2 separate regions of the Mus musculus genome follow, and region 1 is linked to region 2. A link is a contact called in public HiChIP or PLAC-seq data. All regions are on one chromosome and are shown on one strand. The core of a region is the stretch at or near the end of the contact, and the rest is flanking DNA. Distances in the headings are between cores, read along the strand shown. Region 1 holds the start of Cxcl2 (chemokine (C-X-C motif) ligand 2). Region 2 has its middle 38 kb from the start of Cxcl15.

Region 1 (7,037 bases), core at 521-3,020, 71 kb before region 2:
CCTTCCATGAAAGCCATCCGACTGCATCTATTTGTCCCCACCCCCACCCCTTATCCCCAGTCTCTTTCACTGTGTGGGTGGGATGTAGCTAGTTCCCAACTCACCCTCTCCCCAGAAACTAATGAATAAATAGGTTTAAAAATTTATCACCTTCCAACTATATAAGTTAAATAACTTTAATTGAACACATTAAACATTATTAAAATAAACTTTAACATATTAAAATGACCTTTTAAGATATTACAGTGAATTAGCGAATGCATATCTTTAAATATCAAAATAAACATAACAACATCTGGGCAATGGAATTAATAAATAAATAAATACATAGATAAATAAATAAGTGAACTCTCAGACAGCGAGGCACATCAGGTACGATCCAGGCTTCCCGGGTGCTGTTTGTTTTTTTCTTTCTCTTTGGTTCTTCCGTTGAGGGACAGCAGCCCAGGCTCCTCCTTTCCAGGTCAGTTAGCCTTGCCTCTGTGATGAGAAAATGGTTGCTGTTAGTGGGTATCTTAAAGGCGGGTTGCAGAGCCCCCTTCTTTTGACTTCATCCTGGACCTTGGTTTACTCTCCAAACGAAACCATCTCTAGCCTCCACAAGGGACCTGCTACCTATTGCTGGACTTTCCAGCAATAAACACTCTGGGCGCTTTGAAACTAGAATAGTAGAGCTGGCGTTACAATTGTACCAGCTTGAACCTTTCCAAATGATGTTAAGAGTAAAAATGTCAAGGCATGACTTCGCGTACGTTGTAAACAAGAACAATACCTATTGCTTTTTCACTGAACTCAGTCAGGATAAGAGCGAGAGCCTACACCTGAATTTCAAGCCTCTCACTGGAAACCCCAGCTCTTCTTCATCGGGAAGCCTTAGAGGCTCACCTTGACCAAAACCAAGAGTTAGACTTTACAGCCCACAGACATGGAAAGGGCAGGGGTAAAGTATTGAATCTTAATAGATAACAGGCTTTACACCAGCGCTAGTTGGTTCTATCTACTTAATTCTTAGGGACACACAGCGACCATCCATTAAGGAAGGACTTTTACGTGTGTAGATGAAAGGAGCTAGTCGTACCCTTCTATCAATTCAAACTGATGCTCACAGGACAAAGTTAACAATGAAAATAATAATTCAGGTTCCTGAACTGAAGTTAACCTTGATTTTCCCTGCTATAATTTTCAGAAATCGGGTGCCAGTCAGGTGTAAGCACAAATCGCGACTCACTTGTTCAGTATCTTTTGGATGATTTTCTGAACCAGGGGGGCTTCAGGGTCAAGGCAAACTTTTTGACCGCCCTTGAGAGTGGCTCTGCAGAGAGATGTGGGGATCATTATAAGGCACGAGGTTTCTTTAGGGTGAGCATGGGGCGGCAGGAGGGTCTGGGCAACTCTGGCCATGGCAGAGGCTATCCAGGGAGACACTCACATGACTTCTGTCTGGGCGCAGTGGGGTCCTGGGGGCGTCACACTCAAGCTCTGGATGTTCTTGAAGTCAACCCTTGGCAGGGTCTTCAGGCATTGACAGCGCAGTTCACTGGCCACAACAGCCCCTGTAGGAGAAGACACTGGGTCAGAAGGGCTGGGGATGGCTGCGCCCACCTGAGGCTTCCCCAGAAACATCAGCCTCGAATCCGAATCCCACCTGTAGCCTGGTGGTTGGTGGCCAGCAGCAGCAGCAGGACCAGTGCAGCACTGAGGAGCCGGCAGGTGGGAGGGGCCATGGCGCTAGGCTGAAGTGTGGCTGGAGTCTGGAGTGCCCGAGGAAGCTTGTTGGAGGCACTGAGGCGCAGTCTGGGGCTCTGAGGTCCCGAGAGCTCCTTTTATGCACGATGTCTGGAAAAGCCCGGGGACCAGGGAAATTCCCTGAGCTCAGGGTCCCCTCATCAGGAAGCACAGAGCCCCGCCCCTAAGCTGAGTGGGTTGGGGACACGCGCGCGTGAGCTGCCTGCCTCATTCTACTGCCCTGCCCTTCCACTATGGGACCCTGGGATGTCCTTCCCCAAATCCTCAAAAGGAAGGAAGTGATGTCTGCGCTGAAGTGACCACCTGCTAGAGGACAGTGGTTACTGAGCTATGTCATCAGTGGAGACCTAACAGTTTGGGGAACTTTAGTCATTAGGACTGAAGAAATTAAGGTGTGTGTGTGTTCAAGCGTGAACGCGCGGGGGATGGGGGATTGCTTCTCTATTAGTTACATACTCATAGATAGTACTAGATGAAGATTTATTTACGTCTGCGTAAGTACACCGTTGAAATTTAGTCATCTCAGGCTGTACACAAGAGTGCATTGTTCCTGCGGTGTACTGAGCACGAGTAAATCACATTTTGTGTCATATCCTTCTACCCGACTTGGGGCCGTGGGGGGGGGGGGGGGAGATGTGTCAAAAGCTTAATTCATGTTTAACCTAGGACAAAGTGTTGTAATCTCATATAACTTCCTCTGTGAAATTCTGGAACTTCCGAGGCTCTTCCAGTGTGCTGGTGAGCACCACATCAGCTGTAAGAGATTTTCATGAATTCAAGAAACAGAGACTTGGTGGTCTCTCGGCGGTCTCCAGCTGCAGGAGGCAAGGGCTCTCCTGGGGACAGTCTACTCGCCAGTCAGTGCTGACACCTAGAGGAGGTAGCGCCCTTCACATGTCCGCTTCACAACAAACGTGTACCTGTATCTGTGAAATATTTAGATGCCAGATTTCAATCTCTCTCTCTCTCTCTCTCTCTCTCTCTCTCTCTCTCTCTCTCTCTCTCTCTCTCTCTCTCTCCCTTTGTTATCGAGGCAAATCTAGCCCCCCCCACACACACACTGTATACATCCATTCTTGTCCCAGTGATTTGATTTCTCCACTAGAGGATCATATTGAGCTTTCACTGATTGTGACAAACTATTGTAGCCCTCAGTTCTAGCCTTTGTCTTTCACTAGCTCATTTTTCTCACCCTGGGTTTTATTTCTTGGTCATCTAGAACACAAGTTGTAGATAGTTGTGGGTCTGAGTGCAGCTCTCTGAGAGCCATGTGGTCGTTTTACAGAGAAGCGTGTGAGAGGCAGGAGGATATTCAAAGCTGCCAGAGAGGAAATGCTGTGCCACTAGATACTGGGACATAGACACCCACCTGTGACCAATGTGCTAGCTTCTTATCTTTGAAATGCACCCAAATAACTGTCTCAAAATGTTCAGATGAATAAATGTTAATGTTTCTAAAAACTCACTGTATAAATGCTAAGGTAAAAAAAAAAAAACACAAAAACAAAATTTGTTTTTGCCTCCATATTACTAAAACAAGACTCACCTAAGAGTTAAAGCCACACACTCACACACACAAACACAAATAATTCTTGAAAAGCAAAACAATTTCCTATTCGTTTTTGCCCCCCACCCCCACCCCTTAGGAGATAATTTGGAGCAGGGATTGATGGCAAACACATTTAACCCTAGCCCTCGGCAGATAGAGGCGCCCAGATCTCTGTGAGCTCCAGGCGATGGGGGCTGTATAACGAAACTCTGTCTCAGGGGGAAAAAAGAATTTAGATGAGTCTCTTACCTAATTTAATTGGTTTATCAACTAAAACTACAAAATCTGAATGAACATACTCATCTCAATTACTAGTAAAATTTATAAAGAATTAGATGTTTCCTGAGATAAGTGATTCTTAGGTTTAGGAGAATTGTGGGGTTTTATTTATTTATTTATTTATTTATTTAATGTTTGTATCTCATGGCTCAACTTTGGCTTTCCTAATGTTTAAAATCGGTGAAGTGGCAGAACATCTGGGTGTTGTACTCCCAGTAAGACTTTACATTTGTAGAATGAACGTGGTGTATTTAACACATATGTATGCTTTGTCCTCCCCCCCCCCCCCGCCCTCCCAAATTAATATACATCCTCTTCAGAACTGAAGCCGGTGGAAATTGGAGCTTCTAAGAGGCATTTTATTCATGGACATTTTATTCATGGGTTTTAACTGCCTAGATAAGGCTCACAGACTTCTGTGGATTTAATGTGACCACTTTATCAGGTTTTTAACTGAAATATTTGCCTTCAGTATTATCAGGATGCTGGTCAGCCCATTAGTATCTTTATGATAGTAGAAAACAGAAACTATCTGCTGTAGGGATTTCCAGGTGCAATCTGATATGTTGACATAAGGAAATACTCAGAGAGAATAGAATAAAGTACCGGGTTCCTACAGCAGTCTCTGAAGCATACAATGTTTCAAAAAGTAATTACTAAATATATACCAGTAAAGACAGAGTAAAGCAACAGTTGCTTACAAAATGGAATACTAGCATTTTTTTTCCTTCTAACACAATATCCATCTTCATAGCCAGTCCCTAACAACCTTTGACTTGCTGTTTTTGAAGCTTTAAAGAGAAATAACATTATACTAAAATAATTCAATTTTTTCTGGAAGTGTTAAGTACCAGCTCCAGCCAATTACATTTGGTATGAATAAAATGACAAATTCTATGCCCAAACTTTAAAGTCATACTATCAATTTGAAAGGAATGGAACCACCACGAAACATTCACTTATCATCCTTTGATGTTTTACACATGCGAGATCTTTTAAGTCCAGAGCTGTGCTCATCCTGAGCGTAGATGACGCTGCAGGGATGGTCTGGTGGTGGATGCTGTTTTTCCTACTTGCTACCAGGAATCAAGATGTCTGCCAGCCCTCTTTCAGTTAGTGCTTCCTGAATTACGAATCAATCTAGCTGAGGGAACAATAGTGACATCATTATGATGCGTTAAATCCCTCGACTCAGGGATAGAGAGATGACTCAGCAGTTAGGAGCCCTTGCTGTTTATTCAGAGGATTATTATCCAGTTCCCCAGAACTGGCCTTTGTGGGTACCAGACATGCATGTGATACCCGTATATGTATTTAGGTAAGCACTCATCTGCATATAATGAAAATGAATGATTAAAACGTGTCTAGATCTCTCAGTTCATTCAATCCAAAGCATCTATGAGTGCATCTCTAATACGCTCTTCTTTTATGCCTGATTCTAAGCATTTTCTTGCTGACTTTTGATGACAGAGTCCTCACTATCCTTTGAGAAGCAAGACTCCAGTCCCTGCTGTCTCTCTCTCTCTCTTCCCAGTCTGGGTTCAAGACAAGTGATCTACGGCACAGCTCTGGAAGTAAGCGGACAGACTCACGGAGCATTTGCCAGTCCTTTGTGGCTGAGCCTCAACGTTGTAGAGGCCTTGGTAAGCTTGCCAGCAGGCAAATGATGTAATCATGTCCAAGTCAGAAAAAAAAAATCCCTCTGGTCCTTTCTGTCAGGAAATGATTTTTTAGAAAATACAAAACAGGTCCTTACTTCCTGCTGGGTCGCAGCTGGCAAGCCAGCACCTTGGAGTTCTGCCAGAGCTTGATCTGGGAGAGGCTGCTTGAAGCTGAGGCAGTCTAGAGAAAAGCCACCTATCCCGCCCAAGTGAGACCAGTCACCAGGTGTACGCTTTGAGCTTGGAAATTCTGCCTTCCACCCACTCTCACCTGGCTTTAGGTATCCCAGAAAGACCAATTGATTCTCTTTTTCATTCAGTCCATCTCGCCTGCAGTTGTGTGTTACGGACTCCGCTTATTGATAGATTCTCTCTCAAGACGGACGTTTCAGCTTGCTTTTAAACTTCCTCTCTCCTTTTCTCTCAGCATTTTCAATGTAAGTTCTCAAGATTTATAATGTAAGAATGAAGTTAGGTGCCTTGGACACCGAGAGAGGTAGGTGACCCTGTGACCCTGGACCTCTCCTTTCAATCGGGAAGATACATACCTGAGGGGGGAAGACGCAGAAACCCAACAGAGGCTGTGATAAGCTATGTGAGACACATTCAAGGTATTTGGAGAAAAACGGTGATAATCCAGTTCCCACTGTGGCATTGGGAGCTCTTTCAGACACAGAGGACCTTCTCTGTTCTGACAATGTTAAAGAAGCCTTCCAGGGAAAGGAGATAATTCCGAGAGGCAGGAAACCTTCTGAAGGGAAAGGACAGAGCAAGCAAAGACTTGTTTGAAAGGTGCATAGGCGAAGTGGGAGCAGCAGCAGATCACAGGCCAGTTCCTCCCCTCGGTCCTTTGTGAATCTGGACTAAAAAGATGAAGATCCTGCATGGACCGTGTCCCATAGTCAACCAGACTTTGGACCAGGACTCAGCAATCAGTGTACCTGAGACTTTGCCCTAAAGTACCTTTCCCTGCCACAAAGCTGGACTTCCTGAGGCATGCCTGTTTGTAATGTTTTCCAGCTTCTCTCCAAATGGATAAGATAAATTCAATCTTTTAAAACAAAACTCAATGGTATTTCGCCTTGTAAGTAAATGAGATACTTTGATTTTCAAGGCCAAGTAACATATTCATAATTGTATTAGTAATTCACTTAATTTGACGTGTTTTGTTGTTGCAAGAAAAAAGGTTAAATATGGGATAATCAATAACAAGATAAAAAAGAAGACCTGAAACTCATAACTCATTCTTAGTGATTCAATTTTAATTTTTCAGCATATAGCTCCTTACTGAATACAAATTATTCATTTATTCTGAATTCCATTGTCCAGACACTTACACATAGAGGGTAGATTTCATTAGATCTTGACACAGTTATAGGGAAAGACATAAAAAGAAAGACTATGCTGAGACATGCTTTGTACCAACAGTCTTAAAGAAAAAAGTATTCTCTAGGAGTAGTCAGCAAAGTGTGTGCTACAGAAGCCTAAGACCCTGAGTCTGGATTCCCTGCGCCCACGTGGTGTTGACTTCTGCTTTCCACACACATACACACACCCACACACATACACACACACACTTTTCTCATTACAGCATTCTTTAAATTGTCATTGTTTCCTATATAATTCCATAGTTCCACCTCCAGAAAAGGTCACAACTTCATTAAGAGTTTCATTTCAACCCATACTTCCTTTCCTTCCCAATAAAACAAACTGGAAAAAAATTTTACTTCCCTATTGGCTAATGTTTAGTAACCTTTTCCTTCCTTTTTCAATCTTGAGAACATAGTAAGTAAGTGAGCTCA
Region 2 (7,157 bases), core at 2,519-5,018:
TCTTTTTAATAGCTGAGTAGTACTCCATTGTGTAAATGTACCACATTTTCTGTATCCATTCCTCTGTTGAGGGGCATCTGGGTTCTTTCCAGCTTCTGGCTATTATAAATAAGGCTGCTATGAACATAGTGGAGCATGTGTCCTTCATACCGGTTGGGACACCTTCTGGATATATGCCCAGAAGAGGTATTGCTGGATCCTCCGGTACTACTATGTCCAATTTTCTGAGAAACTGCCAGACTGATTTCCAGAGTGGTTGTACAAGCCTGCACTCCCACCAACAGTGGAGGAGTGTTCCTCTTTCTCCCCATCCTCGCCAGCATCAGCTGTCACCTGAATTTTTGATCTTAGCCATTCTGACTGGTGTGAGGTGGAATCTCAGGGTTGTTTTGAATTGCATTTCCCTGATAATTAAGGATGTTGAACATTTTTTCAGGTGCTTCTCTGCCATTCGGTATTCCTCAGGTGAGAACATCTCTCTCTTTTTTTAATGGTCTGAACTCACAACTTGCTATTTAAAGCACTGCCTATTCTATTTGCTATGAAAATGAGGGTCTCCTCAATCTTGGTTAGGTTAGGCATACTTAGGCTAATTTGCATGACTTCTTCACATATCAGAGTAACTGCGAGAGAAGATTGAAGAAAAGGAATTATGGAATTATGGAATCCAGCTTCCACAAGCTTACTGTACATCACTTCATGTAAATTACATCCAACGCACCTTTTGAAATGAAAGCATTTTCTTAGAATGAGACAGGGCTAATTTGAGAAAAATTACACAACGGACATTTGCTTAGAGATTCATTTCAGCTTTACTTGATTGCAAAGGTTTTGCTTTTTGCATCCCGTGAGTTATGTGGTAAATGCCAGGAATTATGGGGGTAAAGAGCCGTGAGATTACAAGCTTCAAATGAATCATTTTTTAATAATGAAAGCTACCCTTTCTAAGTGCTCATTAGATCCTGGATTCTTGGATGAACACATCTCATGTGACATTTCACATATATATCCCATTGACACGCCATACATACCACATGTGACACTCCATGAAACAGGTATTGCTGTTGCTTCTAGTTTACAGAGAAAGAAAAAGAACCCTAGAGAGATTAACATGAAGCTGATCTGGGACTAGACACCAGCAAGCCTTCCTAGACCCCTGTCTTGACCTGCAGCTTACCAAAATCTAGATCTTTCTCTCCTTCACAAAGGAAGGGTCTTAGTGCATAGCCATACTGGCATAAAGTTTGTAATCCTCCTGCCTCTGATCCTGAATGCTGGTATGCCAGACATGTGTCACTATACCCAGGTCAAAATAAGCACCTATTTACCATTTTGCTCACATTTCTTTTCTACACATGTGGTTTTGTATAATCATTTATGTTGACTTTGAAAATATTAAGCTGCTGTTCTAAATTCTTAGATTACATGTCATTTAGCCATCACGGCAAACTTCTGAGACGGTTTTCACAATCATTGCTGTGTTATGGAAAATAACACTGTGCTAAATCATTTGCTCATTATCAGACAGTTGTCAAAGTGGAGGGGATCTCTTAAGAAGCTGTATAAGAACATTCCCTGAACCCAGTTGCATTTTGCCACCTATGCAAACACCAGAGGTTGCCATAAAATTCAGAGCCAGCTAAGTGCTTCCTCTCTTAAGGACTTTCAATAATTTCCTGATATCTAAGAAGCCAATTCAAAGATAATTATTCCTCCTATCATAGGTTCTTTCCAAAGTGTCTGTCTTTCAACATCTGTTTTCGTTTTCCTATTGACTCCATCATTCAGATTTCTTGCCAGCCCTAAATGAGCCAATCATGCCCAACTCTTCATGACCTTTCTCACAGAAGAATCTTCTCTGATTTTTAACAGCTGTTTGGATTTTTATACAAAATGACTCCCACAGTCTCAGGTTTGAACACTTGGTCTCTAGCTGACGGTGATAGTTTGAGAGTCTGTGGAGACTTTAGGAGGTGAATCGCTCATTAAAGAAGTGCATTGGCGGAAGGGAAGCCTTGAGGATTTCAGATTGGCCCTGATTCTGGATCACACTGCCTACCCTATGATCTCCAGAGATGTGAAGAAAATGTACAACGAGCTTCCATTTCCTGCTGCCCTGGCCCAAGCTGTTCCTGGCTACCACACCTCCCGGCCATGATGGAGTCCATCCCTCTAAACTGTGATCCCAAGTAAATCAACTTCTATCAGACATTGAGCTACAGCAACAGCAACAGTAACATAACCTACTAATACTAGGAGTGGGTAGTTGTCAAACTTTGGAATTGAAGGATAGATGGAGCCTTCAAACGTGGTAAGAGTCCAGAAGACCAAAAAAAGCTCATAAAAATGCAACCATTAGAAGTTGGGCTCCTGGGATTTCAGCAAGGAACAAGCACTCTGTCTGGAACTGGGCAATGGACTGTTTTATGTTCTAGAAAATTATCTGGCCATTTTCTTCCTATTTCCTGATGGACAAATTTTGTGGGGGAAATTGCAGGGCAGTATAGCATTCAGGCTGTGGCATGGGGTACCGCCCAATGCCTTTAGTTAGAGACCCAGAAAAAAAGGGTAAGAAGCAGAACACATTTAAAGACTATGCAGTTCTCTAAGGGAAGAAACGTGAGTGAAATTAATGTTGGAACCAGGCTGAGGATCACTGCTAGAGATCGGCACTATTGTACAGAATCCCTCACTTTTTATTTTTAACCAGGATATTAGGGGGAAAAAGAAACACCTACTGTCCCTACTCACTGAAAGTTACCGCATATAAAGTTGAAAAACATTTGATAAACATTTCTTTGAAAAGCATTTGATAAACATTTGTTTTGATGGGAGACTGCCAGAAAAGATCAAGATCATCAGCATGTAGCAGAACCCCTGTCAGAATTGTATTTTATTACCAAGACAAAAATTCAGAGAAGCTCAATAGCTCACCAGGGTCAGAAAACTCAAAGCTTAAGTTTTCAAGTCAAGTCTCCATCCACTACGTCTTCTGGATGCACAGTGTTCTCGCCAAGTTTTTGTCAACTTGACACAAACTAGAGACAACTGGGAAAAGAGAACCTCAATTAGGAAATTTTCTCCTTTAAATTAGTCTCTAAGCATGTTTGTGGGTTCGTTTATTGATTAATCATTGATCTAGGAGGGCCGGCCCACTGTGGCAGTACCACTCCTGGGCAGGTGGTTCTGGGCTCTGTAAGACAGCTAGCTGAGCAAGCCCTGGGGAGCAAGCCAGTGAGGAACAGCCTCTATGCCTGTGCTTCAGTTCCTCCTCAAAGTCCTTGAGTTCCCGCCATGCTCTCCCTTGACGATGGACTGTCATGTGCAACTATAAGCTAAATATACCCTTGCCCTACCCAAGACGCTTTCAGTCATTGTTTTAACACCATGGAGAGAAGCAAACCAATACACAAGGTTGGCAGAAGTGTGAGAAGCAGATGCACTATATCCATGCAGTACCGCTAACTGAGATTCCCAAAGTGTCTGCTGACACCCAGGCGCCAGCAGCCAGGCAGGCCAATTTAAGGAAAGGACATCTGGCTTTCTGACAACAGTGGCACCTATGTCCTTGCCTCTGAATAAGTGTTGCAGTAACAAAGCATACACAATTGCTTGTAATTTTAAAACAACAATTCCAGATGTCTGTGTCTACGAAACATGGAGAACAAGCCTTTTGAATTCTTTAGTTCCCAGAGTAGCAACCACAAGCCTTTCCCCAGCCCCCTTTCTTTTTCTTTCTTGAGCCAAGAATATGATCTGGTACACAAACTCGTTTCAAAAGTATGCCTAATCTTTCCACTGCATGCTTGCGGTTAGAGATTTGCCTCATACTCCACACAAACTCAGCCAAGAGTTTAACAGTTCGAAGAAAAGTCTCCGTGTAACAGTAAATAAGCCTGTGTAAAACAGAGGGGGAGTACGCAGTCAGGAGTGAGACACCCCTACTCTCAGCCTGCATCGGCCAGTATCACACACACACACACACACACACCCCACAGCGACTGTTTGCACTTACATTTAAGTCAAACCAAAACAAAGCTTCAGATCCTGAACTGGTCTGCTTGCACTTTCGGGAGGCAGCAGCTAAGTGTTCCATGGCTACTGTCTGAGAGCGAAGGTCTGATAAGCCCATCTGTCACTGATATAAACTTAATTGGACAACTTTGCTCTGCACGGCCACTCTCAAGCTTTAAAACAAAACAAAACAAAACAAAACTCAAAGTGACTTTGAATTTTTAAAACTAACCAAGGGACCCTAGAACCCCACTTTCAGAACGTAGGCTATCTGCATTTATATTTACTGAATGACAAATTAAGACTGGAAAATTTTCTACTAGCTTCTAAGACACTGACATCTTCACACATGATACCACTGGAGCACTCCTGTGGTGAGCCAGGAAAACATCTTCACAGAGTTATGAGACTCTTTCGGCCTCATAGATGCTCTGAAGGTGTCTTGGCATCTCCTGGGACCCCAGACCTCATTTTGAGAACGCTTATCTAAGATACCCCTGGCTCCCATTTACCTCCAAATGCACATGGTGCTGCTTTTGCTCAAAGGTTCCACCAGACTTCCAGAGTTTGTGAAAGTAAAAATGCAACAACCACCTTATGTATCCAAGCCAGGCTCTTCTGAGAGGAACTGAAAAAATGAAATCTCAGCAACTACTGCTTGAAATAAGGCCCAGTGTGTTCTGAGGAACGTGTTACTATGGCTTACATGCAGCTTAATGACTGCCGTTTGACCCTAGTGGGTTTTCCTAACGTGTATGGAAATTACATGCCAGCCTCAGACAATGACCGGACATTTACACTTGCACCATGCCAACAGTGGTTGTATTTCCACAGAGTCAGCGTGCTGGAAAGGAACCCACCAAAGGCCAGTGTGCAGAATAGATCACGAGTGCCAAAACTATCCAGGTCTCAAGACTGACAAAGATCCATCAGAATTATTCCACAATGATTGATTTAAGGTTATGTACATCACAGGTTTGTTTAGCGTGGCCCTGAAAACACACGAAGACTGTGCAATGTCACACATTGCATTCTGAGTCTTCAGGGTGAATACCCTATTGATATGCTTTTCCTTCAAGAATCAATCACGGGATAAAATAAGGCTTCCCACTTGGCTTACATTTTCCCAACATATTGTTTTGTATAATTATGTATGATGTAGAAAAAAATGAGCTACTACTGTTTTATAACTTACAAGTCTTTTACATGTATTGTTTCCAATTTTGTGTTTTCATGGGGTTTCTGTGTACATGAACTTGTGTGACTCCACATCTATATGTGTTTTAATGCCTTTTCTTTAGCTCCTTTTCTTCTGTCTGTATGTATGTTTTTATCTTATTTTACTATTATTTTCTAGATGCCTGCTTTCTAATGAGAGAAAGAAAGGCCGTGGATTTGGGTGGGATCCCAAAGGAGAGGGAGAGGATCTGGGAGACTCTGAGGGGAAAGACAACCATAATCAGATAATAATACAAGGGAAAAGAAAATGTAGCTTCAATTTTAAAAATTCAGAGCTATGGACCCCTGTCCCAGTAGACACACCTGCAAACCTCTCCTGCGCCTGAGGCTCAGGGATTGCTTCAGAAGAGGGAGCAGAAAGACTAAGAGCCAAAGAGCAGTTTACTGTGTAGTTGTGTCTTTTAGGAATGTCAGAGCTCTATCATAAAGTTTGGCCTCCCTTCTGCTTTCAAGATTCAATAGTCTGAAGTATATAATATTGTGCCTTCTTTTATCCATTAATTAACTTATGTGTCCACTTTACATCCTGATCACATCACAGCCACTATCCCTTCTCTCCAAGCTGCACATCTGTTACATCTGTGTAGGGCACCTAAGTCCAGTCCATGCATGCTCTTTGGTTGGTGGTTCAGTCTCCGTGAGCAGCCATAAGCCCAGGTTAGTTGGCTCTGTAGGTCTTCTTGTTTCCCTTGTAGAGTCTTCCACAAGACTCCCTGAGTACCGCCTCATGTTTGGCTATGGTTTCTGCGTCTGTTTCAGCTGCTGGATGAAGCCTCTTATCCACTGTGACAGTTCTTCTGGCTCCTATCTGCAAGCATAGCAGAGTGTCATTAATAGTGTCAGGATCTGGCCCTCTCCCATGGGGTATATCTCAAGTTAGGCCAACCATGGGTTGGCCATGTTCTTGATCTCTGCTCCATCTTTATCCCTGCTTATCTCGTAGGCAGGGAAAATTTTGAGTTGAAGGTTTTGTGGTGTCTCCCTTCCTCCACTGGAAGTCCTGCCTACCTATAGGAAGTGGCCACTTTAGACTCTATCCCCTGTTGCTAGACAATGACCTTCTTTTTTTTTTTTTCCATTTTTTATTAGGTATTTAACTCATTTACATTTCCAATGCTATACCAAAAGTCCCCCATATCCACCCACCCCCACTCCCCTGCCCACCCACTCCCCCTTTTTGGCCCTGGTATTCCCCTGTACTGGGGCATATAAAGTTTGCAAGTCCAATGGGCCTCTCTTTCCAGTGATGGCCGACTAGGCCATCTTTTGATATATATGCAGCTAGAGTCAAGAGCTCCGGGGTACTGGTTAGCTCATAATGTTGTTCCACCTTTAGGGTTGCAGATCCCTTTAGCTCCTTGGCTACTTTCTCTAGCTCCTCCATTGGGAGCCCTATGATCCATCCATTAGCTGACTGTGAGCATCCACTTCTGTGTTTGCTGGGCCCCGGCATAGTCTCACAAGAGACAGCTACATCTGCGTCCTTTCAATAAAATCTTGCTAGTGTATGCAATGGTGTCAGCGTTTGGATGCTGATTATGGGGTGGATCCCTGGCTATGGCAGTCTCTACATGGTCCATCCTTTCATCTCAGCTCCAAACTCCGTCTCTGTAACTCCTTCCATGGGTGTTTTGTTCCCAAATCTAAGGAGGGGCATAGTGTCCACACTTCAGTCTTCATTCTCCTTGAGTTTCATGTGTTTAGCAAATTATATCTTATATCTTGGGTATCCTAGGTTTGGGGCTAATATCCACTTATCAGTGAATACATATTGTGTGAGTTTCTTTGTGAATGTGTTACCTCACTCAGGATGATGCCCTCCAGGTCCATCCATTTGGCTAGGAATTTCATAAATTCATTCTTTTTAATAGCTGAGTAGTACTCCATTGTGTAGATGTACCACA

Evidence for each region. HiChIP or PLAC-seq counts read pairs in DNA pulled down with a chosen protein or histone mark.
Region 1: a contact with region 2 is called in a CTCF HiChIP or PLAC-seq map of the NIH/3T3 cell line, with 14 read pairs. The contact joins the promoter of Cxcl2 here to the enhancer-like site in region 2. A contact is called at or near these places in 1 of 39 promoter capture datasets (macrophages), 1 of 15 datasets of contacts at CTCF or cohesin (the NIH/3T3 cell line), 1 of 484 Hi-C or Micro-C datasets (myocytes), 2 of 115 datasets of contacts at active chromatin or transcription factors (heart atrium and pancreatic cancer cells) and 2 of 9 other capture datasets (adipose tissue and pancreatic islet).

The regions. Positions count from the first base shown.
Region 1 is chr5:90,898,632-90,905,668 of GRCm38.p6, reverse strand. It overlaps Cxcl2 (chemokine (C-X-C motif) ligand 2), which reads right to left and starts at 1,770. Exons shown (of 4, transcript NM_009140.2): 1 at 1,646-1,770; 2 at 1,430-1,553; 3 at 1,229-1,312; 4 at 1-480. The coding sequence starts at 1,724. The coding sequence ends at 465.
Region 2 is chr5:90,829,287-90,836,443 of GRCm38.p6, reverse strand. No RefSeq gene overlaps it. Among named protein-coding and RNA genes, the nearest start is that of Cxcl15, 38 kb to the right of the region's middle. Within about 2 kb of position 3,768, at least 62 of the 459 cell types and tissues checked have an H3K27ac peak or open chromatin away from gene starts, as enhancers often do. A contact at or near this core is called in the NIH/3T3 cell line, adipose tissue, heart atrium and 2 more, where this site is marked.